Regions from separate parts of the Drosophila melanogaster genome. Here regions 1 and 2 are each linked to region 3. The links are chromatin contacts, called in public Hi-C maps. All regions are on one chromosome and are shown on one strand. Each heading gives the region's core, a stretch centred on a gene start, on an enhancer-like site or on the middle of the called end of the contact. The rest is flanking DNA. Distances are from core to core; before and after follow the strand shown. Region 1 holds the start of Ant2 (Adenine nucleotide translocase 2). Region 2 overlaps NFAT (NFAT nuclear factor). Region 3 holds the start of Pits (Protein interacting with Ttk69 and Sin3A).

Evidence for each region. A called contact is a pair of places that touch in the nucleus more often than the background predicts.
Region 1: a contact with region 3 is called in a Hi-C map of the Kc167 cell line, with 4 times the contacts expected there. The contact joins the promoter of Ant2 here to the promoter of Pits in region 3. A contact is called at or near these places in 2 of 107 Hi-C or Micro-C datasets (the Kc167 cell line and embryo).
Region 2: a contact with region 3 is called in a Hi-C map of the Kc167 cell line, with 4 times the contacts expected there. The contact joins the enhancer-like site here to the promoter of Pits in region 3. A contact is called at or near these places in 4 of 107 Hi-C or Micro-C datasets (the Kc167 cell line, embryo and ovary) and 1 of 6 datasets of contacts at active chromatin or transcription factors (the Kc167 cell line).

What each region holds. Positions count from the first base shown.
Region 1 is chrX:10,784,953-10,789,036 of dm6, forward strand. It overlaps Ant2 (Adenine nucleotide translocase 2), which reads right to left and starts at 1,955. Exons shown (of 4, transcript NM_176725.3): 1 at 1,854-1,955. It overlaps sesB (stress-sensitive B), which reads right to left and starts at 2,006. Exons shown (of 4, transcript NM_001298161.1): 1 at 1,854-2,006. It overlaps Imp (IGF-II mRNA-binding protein), which reads right to left. Exons shown (of 7, transcript NM_167253.3): 7 at 2,917-4,084.
Region 2 is chrX:13,632,502-13,636,450 of dm6, forward strand. All of the region lies in intron 1 of NFAT (NFAT nuclear factor), which reads left to right. Among named protein-coding and RNA genes, the nearest start is that of NFAT, 9.7 kb to the left of the region's middle. Within about 2 kb of position 2,335, at least 29 of the 39 cell types and tissues checked have an H3K27ac peak or open chromatin away from gene starts, as enhancers often do. A contact at or near this core is called in the Kc167 cell line and ovary, where this site is marked.
Region 3 is chrX:12,580,481-12,584,534 of dm6, forward strand. Pits (Protein interacting with Ttk69 and Sin3A) reads right to left here and starts at 2,713. Exons shown (of 3, transcript NM_001272557.1): 1 at 1,092-2,713. The coding sequence starts at 2,070. It overlaps LIMK1 (LIM domain kinase 1), which reads right to left. Exons shown (of 6, transcript NM_078584.3): 6 at 3,905-4,054.

The DNA of each region.
Region 1 (4,084 bases), core at 705-3,204, 1.8 Mb before region 3:
AGTTGTTAGCTAGATTTCTAGAAGATTGAATAGTGTACTTCTATTACACCCAAATACATGTCTTCCTTATTCAACAAAATTGGGGTATCTTTGATATTCAGTTTTAAGAACTACTTGGACTGGCTTAGAAAACTTCAATATACAGCAGTGAACAATTTATTCAAATACAAAAACCAAAACTATTATCAATTTTTATAAAAATAAAAGTTGAAAAGAGTTGAAAGGTTTTATTAATTGTTTGTAGCTATTTAATTGCTAAGCTATTAATAACATTTGGCTTTATTTCTAAAGATAGGGTTGGCAGCACTGCTAGCATGTGACTTTGCTTTCTGACGTCCACCTGCCGCTCTCTCCCTCTCTCTCACGCTTCGTCTCTTTCACGCAGGCGGAAGAGGGGCGGCGCTCGAAAAAAAATGCGTGAAGCGATTAGATAAACACTTCTGCTAATACAGTTAATTTATATAACTGTCTACGACACTTTTTCAAGGTCCCGTTATCACAAAAATTACATAAAAAATAAAAGAGAGCTAGTTGCCCATCAAAAAAGAGAGCGTAAAAAATGCAGTTGCAAAGTTACTGCAAAAATGCTTAATTGCCAAAATTAAACGGCAGCGAAGTTATAATTTTTATGGCTCAGTGTGCGATGAATCGGGGTTTTAGGACAGGGCGTGGATCGGCTTGAAAATCACACTGAAAATTTCCGCCGACTGGGCGAGAATTGGAAATGTGATTCGCCAGGGATATGTAATAATAAACACTAATCTCAACCAAGTGCAAAATCGCACTAAAAGGCCACACAAAGGGCTACAATAAACAATAAATCACATGAATACTATACGTACATTAACGATTGACGTCAGAAAGGGTTTAAGGGGTATGGGAATGGAATAATAATAGAAGAAATGAGAACACTGGGGAAACCCGTTTTTTTCGCATGAATTTTTATCTTTAATAAAAGAAAGCAGGTCAGAAAAGAAAGGGAGGCAACCAAAGAGAAATAGTTACATTACTCTTAAGAAATAAAACCAACTCTCTCTCTCTTCTTCACACACACACACCCGATAAGTACTTGCACGCGCAGCTGGTGTCTGGCATGGGAGTGAGCGAGAGGGCGTTAGTGGCACATGGAATTTATTCGCAACTGTGTGTTCATACACACTCATGTGCGACTGGGCGGTAGAACAATCAATTGCCACGCGTTTTACTATAGAATAGCCTGCATTTGGTGTATATAATAATATATTTGTGCAAATGCAGGCCAATTTGATTCTAGAGAAGTGCAATTCTCTTTGAAATATAATCGCAATTCATGTGCAACATTTTTTCGTACAGACGAGCCGGCCTGCCAACTCGTTGCTATTGCATAAGTTGGCAGTTCCAGCGTGGTTGCAAATTGGAAGGAAATAGATGGGAAAAAGATCCAGCGTGGCTTCTTCCATTTTCTTTCTGGGTATTCTAAATGAACTTTGGATTGGGGGTATAAAATACCGAAAAGTTTGCTAATACGCCCAATTTATTACGTGTTTAATTGATGGCAAACACAATTTCGGCACAATTATTTTTCGCAAGGGTTATGTAAGCACTTTTCGGGTATTTTCAAGTCCCATTTCGGGATTTCTTTTCGATGCAGTTAAACCGGAACTGCTTGTCGAACATACAAAAAAAAACGTTAGTTTAAACCAACACCGACACAATAAAAAAATTAGCACATTACATAACTACAGAATCTAGCGCAAGGTGACGTGAATTAATGGGTAAAAAAAAATCAATGGCAGGTACGGGGCACACCGTCTCTTTTCTTGTTAAGCAAAAGAGCCTCGCAAATGTAATAGATATAGAAAATAGCACAATACCTTCAGTTGATAACTTCTCACAAAAGTCACAGAATAAAAACTTCTTTTGCAGAATCAGACGAAGCCGCGTGCTCACTTGGCGAATGAAATTCGTAAAGTGGTGGGGGTCTCGAGGGCCCAGTGACTTGGGGATGAAAGCTGCAAAAATACCGCATATCGATAGTTGCTTTAACTGGTATTTATTCGGCGATCTATCGATATTCAGCTAGATTTCGGTTTTTATTCGTGATATTTTTGTCGGTAACTTTTGCTAGTATAAATAAATATGGCTATTTTTGATGTAATTAAAACCAGTATATTACGTTTTATTATAAAATTAAGGCAAGCGGGGATTGAAGCATCAATATCGATATTTTTTAATACCTTAAAAATATTTTTACATCGACTTTCCCATTATGTTATATTATTTTATATTATATATTATATTATTGCGAGTTCTGAATTACACAAAAGTTAAAGACTATTTTATGTTTTAATAATGGATTCATTACAATTAATCTGCACGCTTCTTTGGGAAATTAACAACGACCTGTACGACCTCCTTTTGCCAAACTATGATAAAAACTAGTTTGAATGTATTGCATTTAACGCGGTTTTTTAATTGCTCTTTTTTTTACAAAAACAAAAGTTTTCTTTTTATATTAAATCAAAGGTTTGTCCAAAATTGGAATATCTCATACCTCGTTGAAATCGTTCCAAATTCCTCATCGAACTGTATTTAAGTCTGGCAACTTTAATTTTTGGCCATTTTTTGCAAATTTGGTTATCGAAAATGAGAAAATCGGTAATTTGTCGAATTTTGATGATGGTACCCCTAATGAAAAATTGCTTAAATTGGTCAAAAAAATTATTCCTGAAACTCGGTTTGAAAGTGTTACAGATTGTTAGCAATGTTAATAAGCAACACAAAACAGTCATCGTTTTAGCTGAGCCACCTTTTTTGGCCAAGTTATTCTGAAAAATGTTTTTCGAAAATATCATATTCTTAATTTTAAAACGTTGTTGAAAAGGATAATCGCAAAACTTGATTCAAAATGCACTTCTTATATACGAAAAATCATTTATTGAGTAAATTTCTTTTCGATTTGTTTTTCACATGTTCACAAAATTGTATTTGAGTTAGTTGTATATCTGGTTTTCTAATATTTTCCTTGGCCTTGGGATACAATTTAGTAAGCTTTTGTGTCTTTTTATTTGCTGTATGTGGGTCTTGTATACGGTAATTTCGTATTGAGCGCTAGCAATATTAACATTTAGTTACACCGAAATGGGGAAAACATCTTACGCAGATTAGTATGTTATGTATACACCTATGTATATCTCTAGTTTTTGAATCAGCACCCTGGGACAGGCCAGAATACTAGGAGTTTTGGGCGTGCTGAGGGGTATGGTAATCAAATGAAGAACCCTTTCTTTTGAATTTCGTTGGTTGGACAGAGGGGTTAATTTAAAGGCAATGGTAAAGGTAAAAGATAAAGGCAAACAAATGCAAAGTACTGGCTAGTAAATACTGGGGCCTCTAAACTATGACGACACATCTAGACATCGAGTCCTATGTCCTTTACGTGGTTATCTAGATTACTTTCGGGTACATATTCCATGGCAGATACAAAACATACACAGAGTGGATATTTGATATATGTATAGTATATTGGTTATCGTGTACCGATTGTGTTAGCGTTTTGCTTGTGGTTAAAAGACAGTTATACAATGTAATTGGGAATATAGTTTTGTTTTCATCCTATTTGTGTGATTTATTCGTTCGCTTTTTTTTTGTTTATTTTTTTTTTTTGTGGTTTGTTTTTGTTTTTATTTAATTTTTTCTTGTATAGGAAACAACAAAAATGGACGCAAAATGATTGTTATAGTAGTATTCATGTTTACCCATCTTGCTTTTACGTTTAGTTAACTATATAGGAATATGCAAAACGTACACTTAATATATTTTTTTTGGTTTTGTTTTACGATTTTGTTACTATGTTCCTTATCGATCTGATACTATATAAATGCAGCTCTAAAACTTGTATTCTTTGACATTGTTCTGTTCCATCTGTCTTTCTTTTTATTAACTATCTTTCGATCTGGCGGCATCTTGCATTTGTATATCTCTTACGCTTTTCAAATACATTTAATAACATTTCTATAGAAATATTCAAAGCTGAGGTAGTTAATTCATTCATTTATTCTTTATTTTAGTTTACGTTAGGTTATGTTAGTTTAGTGTACTCCAT
Region 2 (3,949 bases), core at 1,085-3,584, 1.1 Mb after region 3:
TACTCGTATATACCTGATAATATACCTGAATTTCGCGTACGAATCTTTTATTTTCTCCTGCGTTTCGGACGTTTTTTGCACTTTGGACACCCAGACACAAATCATCCAAATTATTTGTGTACATTGGCTGTGCGGCTTGTTGTCTTGGCGTTTTTCTGTTTTGGTTGACGAGCCCCACCAAATATAATAGAAAATTGGGGAGGGGTCCCAACGCACAGCCTTCGGCAAATATCAAGTGGGGGTGTGTGTGAGATGGGTTTGTATTTTATGTTATTTAGCTAGCCCGAGTGTGTGTGTGTGTGTGTGTGAGTGTGGGGGCGGTCTTGGTCCATCGACTCTAATTGAAGTTAGAGCAAGATGGCTGTAAATGGGTGTAGATGGGGTGTTTGCCTTGTTGTGCGGGTGGCGACACTGAGCCAGAAACGCATTTGAAATCTTTGTTTGCCTATTTACTTTTATTATTTAAGTGCTAAACGAACGTTTTTTTCATACCCATTCAACAGAAAAGGGTAACACAATTAAAAAAAAAGAAGAAACTAATAATAATAATAATAACAATAACAATGAAAAGGGGTCTGTAAAAAAGTAACACAATTGAAAAACAACTTAGAGCCGCTTCAGACGAGTTTTCCAGCCCTATAGAGATCCTCACATGAGCCGAAAATGGCTTAATTTGAATATGAATGGACTCAAACTGTCTAAATAACACTATCATAACATTTGCATAGCTGGTTATGAAAAACTCAAGTAAAGTTAATGCCGCTCAATACGGGGATTTATCGAATTGCAGTGAATGGCTTTGCGCGAAAAGTGTTGGAAAACGTACAGATTGATAGTTGAAATGTAATATACCGTATAACCTTTTCTTGATTTTACTGACAACTGATTAAAGTGTGAAGATTGCCGAATATAACTTTTACTATCCCATAAATCCCGAGACATTATGTATGTACATACCGGTAGCAAATAGAACACCCAAAAAAGATCTTATCATCCGGGGTCAGCAGAAAAACAGAATCGCAGAGATAAAGAACAAATAGCGAGAGACCCAAACGAAACTTACCTGTTTGAACTGAACTATTTTTCGTATTCGTATTTTGTATTTTGTATTTCTTGTATTTCGTATGTTCGAATTCCCCTGACCGTTGTGTTCCCCTATTGCGTAAATATTTGCCTTTTGTATTTATCGTTTTATGTAAGAGATTATTAGAATTTATGCTCTACCTTGAGTGGGGGCTTTGTGCTGGCGAACTCTGGCGGCTACGCGACACGTGTAGCACCCGTTTCGAATCGAAAAATCCACGCGGGGGGGTGGGGGTATGCTAGATAGAGTTAGATAGAGTAGGGCTAAGGCTTCACTTACAGCCGCAATACTATTACTATTTAGTCTGTCTGCGAGATAATAATAGGGATCCCGACTCGACGGGGCAAACAAATCCGAATCAAACCAGATCACATCAGATCGCAAAAGTAGTTCGCATTCGTACGAGTATTCGCGTTCGCATTTTGATGACGATTTCTGCTTCCTCTTCCACGCAGTCTGCGGCGGGTTTTTTAACGATCAGAGAACCCAAAACCCAAAACCCAAAACCCATCAAGACCAGACCACACCATATACCATAGCATACTCGAAGCGATCAGACAAAAGTCTTGCAATTACTTTATTTTATTTTTTCTTTTTTTTTTTGGCAAGGCAAATCGCAGACGCACAGCTTAGCGATTGCCGTCGGTCTAGTCGTTTTCGGTAATGTAAGTGGTCAAGGTTGACTTGAGAATACCCTGCTATAAGGGTAAGACTATTGGCGTTACTTACTTATGGGGTATATCATGTTAATATAAGGCCTTTTAAAAAAAATGCAATTCAAATTCAATACAGACTAAATATACTTTCATGTTGTAAGCTTAGCTTAGAAGATTCCATACAGCTCTGATCACGTTTATATAAGGAAATACGCTGTTGGCTGGCTTTTCGCATGCTCTACGAGTCCAGTGGATGATCTTTGAAACCGCAGGGCATTCACAGGTCGTTGGCATACATACTACTTTGTGGGCTGAGCGTGTTTTTGTTGCTTTTTCGCTTTGTATTGTGAAATTCGCGAGCGCAGACGTCTAATGTACACATTTGTACATATGTACATATGTGATCACCGCCGAATGTATCTGTATCTTTTATGAGCTGGGCGTGAGCGGTGTCTGATAAGATTTTGTTTACTTTTCGCTTGGCGGCTGTCTCGCGATTCTCTCGATTTTTCGGCACTACCAAATATACATATGTATATGTATGTTTGTTTGTATGTACAACACTTACGAGGTACGATTACGAATTCTATGAAAATTGCTGTCGAGAAGTGAGAAAACGAATATGTACATACATGCATATGTATGTACATGCGATACAGCAGCTATGACGAACACTGCGATTTGCTTGGGCGCTTCGATGATGTCGGTTTTTGATTGAGGATCGCGATTGAGCGCACATTTCAGCATCTTGAAAAGTCTACACTTACACTAATGTACATACATACATATGTAGATACGTGTATATATGTTTAGGTCGTTTGTGAGTGCCTGGCTGGCCGCTGGCTACTGTTGTTGTTTATTATATTATATTGTATTTTTTTTGTTTTTGCTGATTCCGATTGCTGGCTTTTTGTTTTGGCCCAAGTCACGTGACGTGCGCGTGCCTCAGTTGTCCGCGTTTTCTGACGCGCTCGCTGCCCGCTATCTGCTCACCATTTCTTCCCTCGCCAATTCTTCGGGCTCCTTTCTTCTCATTTCAACGGTTTGTTTCTTTACTTTCTTCGGCTTTGATTGTTCCGTAATTGTTTTCGACAATCTATCTGCGCCCGGGTTCATCTCTTGAATGTTTTAGAAACTGCGCTGGTTTTTCATTCATGGAATCAAATAAAACGGCCATTCATAAACAAATTAGAGCTTCCTTTATTGTTCCTGCTGTCTTATACAATCCATAATTTGAATATTCATAAAACGCCGGCGCATATGTACATACGTACATATGTATTTTGGTATTGTTTTTAATATTTTTTTTGAAAGAATGAAAGAAATATGTGCTCCACAAATTATGATGGCTACTCTCATTACCCTGCAATTCGCATCGATTTATATTCCATTATTGTTGCGAGCGAACTAAAGTTGAGAATTATATGGTGATGTGTGTAAACAAAAACAATAATAAATCGCCCAGCGTTCAAAAGTAAAAAAGCCTGGTAAAAAAAAAAATTAGCAGAACAATGTACGAATATGAAAATGTTGATGAAAGATTTGAAGGCTGTGTGAATAGAAGAAGAAAAAGATCTAGAATGAGATTAAAAACAAAAGATAGGGCAAAAAAAGAGGGGCTGGAGAAATGTATTATTATTTAGCGCATTTCGTGACATTGCTGGGCAGTTTAGTCATCCATTCGATCCTATGAATTGATGAAAACGCACGACAAGCAAACCAAACACAAATACATCAATTAACAGCAATTTATTCAGTTCTTGATTAATTTACTCTTCGTTTTAGAGACATTTTTCTCGAGCCATTCTCTTTATTTTTCATTTTTCTATCGCCGATAAGAGAACTCACTCCCTACGTAAGATATAAGATCTAAACTTCAGTCGAATCAAGTTAGTTTTTGCATTTATGCCGTACCCTCTTTTTTTTCCCGCAAGCCAGTGTATGTATTATTAATTATATATGTAACATGTGTTCTTTTGCTAACACAATCGTTTTTACTGCATTGAAATATTGTAGAAAAACATGCTGACCAATCAGCTTATTGAACACTTTATACAATTTATTATATAATATTATATTTCGAATGAAGTGCTTTGCCTTTAAGCTAATGTTTCCAAACTTCTCAACTTGACAATATGATAAATTACATAATAAATTAAAATCGAACCCTTACAACGGCTATCTTTAATTGATCTTTAGTGAATCCCCC
Region 3 (4,054 bases), core at 1,463-3,962:
CGTTTATACGCTTCTTTTTCTGTTTGAATGTACATGCATGCATGTGCACGTATGCGTGTATGTGTGAGTTATACATACGCATTGGGTGGCGATAAGGACGCGCTGATAAGCAAATGAGTTATCTAATCTCCAACACAACGCTCCTTATCATCCATGCAAACGTAAATGTGTACGTGCATATACATGAGAAGCGCAGTCTTCTTCTAGCTCGCCTTCCAGTAAGGAGAGATAAGGAGCAGGCAATCACGCCGTTTCACTCTGCCCTGAATAAGCGGTATGTGTGCCACTATATCGCCGCCTCTCTTCCTCCCACTCCCCCACCACGACCTTCCACCCACATCCAGGCTAGAGCGAGGCAGAAACAGTGCTCTGTATCCCGCGATCACGGCTCATATTAAAAAAAAAAAGGCGGGGGATTGGTAAGAAACGGTAAACAAATACAGTGGCCGCCAACTTTTTCAAACTTAGGATTTAAGCAAATTTCCTATGTTTCCGGAGGATAAAATAGTGTTTAATTTTATCCAGCAAATCTTAGATTGAAATTAGCAAAAAAAAATTTCCTCTAACTCACTTGTTTGTTTAAACAAGTTTTTATTTTTGTTTGACATTGGCTATCAAAGCAAACTGAAATATCACCCCTCGAAGAGTTTTGTATTTGAAATATTTTGATAAAATATACTTTAGAAGATATCAAGTGTTCACTGTGGCTGGGAAACAACATCCCCCTGGTCACTCCATTTTTTAATCCATATCGCGTATTTCCCACTGGCGATTCGATCCGATCGCTATAAGTGATAAGAAATCCATCACTGATAGGGGATTATCCCAAATCTGTTTTCCACCACGATAGATAGTGTTTTGTACTATCATTTATAAAGCCAAATATTTATCAACGCGGCACTTTTGAGACTCTGATCACTTTACTCTAATTATTATGAAAGGTAGTTTTCAAGGTAGTTGAAACTACTCCTGCTTTTCCCGAATCCCTACTGCAAATGAAAAATTTTCCCATTACTTGCTGCAGCAAAGTTCTTTCTATTGGGTAACCACTGTGCCAAGTATTTTGAATGATCTATGTCATGTTTGCTCACCTGCTTTGAAGGTCGATGCATCGAAACTGGGCGCTCTGACCGGCTGCTGCTTATCACGGAGTCCGCTAAGCTGACGCTCGGGCACATAGCTGACCGCCGCTGGCAGGGATTCGCCACGCGTCAATGGCGGTCTGCCGCCCACGCCACTTGGATCGTCCATGGCGCTGCGCTTGATGCCGGGCGGACAACCGCCGGATACGCCTCCGCCGGCGGATAGGGAGTTGCCAGCACTGCCATCTGGCGCCAGGCCGTGTCCCGACTGCTGTTGCTGCTGGCTTACATCCACATCGACATCCTCGCTGGGCGGACGCTTTAAATTCACGGATAGGGCGGGCGGTAGGCTGCCACCGCCACTGCCGGCGGTGGGTACGCCGCCGCCGGGTGCACCGCCACCGCCGCGGGTCGCATTTGGCGGCAGGTGGTGGGGCGTCATGTGTGAAATGCGTACGGGTCGTACGCCGCCACCGGGGGCATCCTCCAGCTTAACGGGATAGTCCAGTGGCGGACCGATGCGTGGCACTGGCATTTGATAGGGCATCTGATGGTGATGATGCACTGCAGCAGCGGCGGCGGCAGCAGCAACGGCATTGCCCAGCGAACTGAGCGAACCGGCGCCCGACGGACCTGGACCACCACTTCCGGGCGGAGCACCCGGTGGACCGCCGCCACCTCCGCCGCGATGGGAACCCGGTCCTTGTCCCGGAACTGGACCGACTTGTAACTGTTGTTGCTGCTGTAGGACGACGGCGGCCGCTGCAGCGGCGGACACTTCGCCGTTCTCATGGGAACGCTGCTGTTTGCTGGCGGGATGGAGACGCTTCATTTGGCGGGCGGCGTCCAGCACCGCCTCGATGCGATCGGCGCCCTCATAGTTGACGCAACCGCGGCACACCGCCTCCGAGAAGTCATTGATCATCGCCCAGGGCATGCGGGGTAAATCGCACAGATAGCAGTGCTGCCTTTTCGTTTGCAGCGACATCCTGCTGCGTTTCTGGAAACTGTCAACTGGCAACTAGCAACTGTCAACTGTCAATTGGCAACTGTCAATTGGAAGCCCTGGATGGGCTGGATCTGGAAATGGGTTTGTGCTGTTTTAGCTCACTGGAATGGCTAACTGTTCCTTCCTGCTGGATTCCCAATTCCTATTATTTATTATTTTCTCCTTTTTTTTCGCTTTCTTTTTTCTTGTTTCAGCTTCTTTTCGGTTGTGCGTTGTAGCTATTTTTCTTATTTAGCATTTGTTATTCATGTTTTCGTATTGATTTTCGCACACACGCACATATACACGCGCGCACGCACGCATATTTCACCGCGCTTCCACCCGAAAAAAATTCACTTATGTTTTTTCCTTCAGCTTCAGCTTCTTCTTCTTCTTCTTTTCTATTGTGCTGCGCCGCGCTGCTCGCCAACACGCACGCACACAGGCACACACACCACACACCACACTTAGGCACGCGCGCCGCAGAGTGAAAGAGAGAGGGTGCGCGCGAGTAAGCGGGACACGTAAATGTACGACGACGCCAAAAACGTGTAGGAACAAAACGAACGATGAGATCGCAGCGACGCAACGAATGACTGAAAAAGCGACCGGACGCCACACAGCTTGCTGATAGAGTGTGGCCTTGGCTGGTATGTGAGAATATACCCCAGGGGCCAAGCGAAATGTACTAAAAAATCTTCGCTGCCGCAATGGGAAATACCAAGAAAATACCTGAAATACTGGCTTATATCAGAGACACGAACCTTTCAGTGGACTTCAACCAGGGTTGCCAAAGTGGCTGAGACTGTAGCGAAGACTTCAACCATGATAAAGCTAAGGAAATTTTAAATTTTCTTTAAAATTTAGCATCATTTTGAGCATAGTAATTCTACTATTTCGTATTAATATATATAGCTTTTAATATATTGCTCCTAATATTACGCCCAAATATTAAAAATAAACCCTTTTGGCTGTTTAAGTAATTAAAAATAATATTTATTTTTATTTTTAACCCCCTTTGGGGCTACGACCCTGCCAGCGTACGTGCCTGCACGTCATATTCACGAAACGGAATCTAGTGACGAAGTCCTTCCCCCAAAGTCCGCCTGTAAGTATACCATGTAAAGTTCGTGGATACACATCCGTTTTTCGTATAGATACCGAACGTATGTACATAGGATACAGTTATGTAGACCTTGAATCTGGTATGCTCCGTCTCTTTCGCTCGGCGAACAGCTGACTTAACAGAGCTCTGTAACTGTTAATGAAATTAAAAGCCCTCATTCCTAGCAAAAAAAAAAAAAAAAACAAGGACATCCGTAAAGCACTGCGCAGGACCACAAACTGCAAGCATGTATGTGTATGCATATCGTTGCATATATGTACATATGTATAGGCGAAAATGCTTGGGTGTTCGTATTCCTGGCGTTTGGCCTGAATCGATTTCCCGACCATGGTCTGGGACAAATTCCGTATCTGTGCGTACATCCTGTTAAAAGGAAATGCGGAAAAAGGAGCCACCAGATACAGAAACACACGAACAAGCAACGACCTCGTAAACGGGGTCCTTTCCTTACACCCCCACCTTTCCATACAGTCCCGGCCATAAGTTTATGTCCGTGCACGCGCAACTGTACTCGCTTCTTAACATTTCATTTGAGATTTTATTTATGAAATGTTTGGCTCAATTAAAGATATAAAAATATTCTTTAAATTGCCACAAAATTAAAATTCCACAATAAAGACACTAGAAAGTTTAAAAGTTTTTTTTTAATTTCCTCTTTTATTAACAAAAAATGTTTTAAGATTAAAATCAAAAGAGAATCTACGAACTACGTTTATACACAAGCTTTATTTGTAATTACAGACCTTTCGACTCCCGAATAAGTAGGCAACAAAAACTGCATTAGTTATAAACTTATTTACAAGTGGGTAGAAAATGTTGCTATACTGATTATATATGTTCAACTGTTAAAAGGCATAA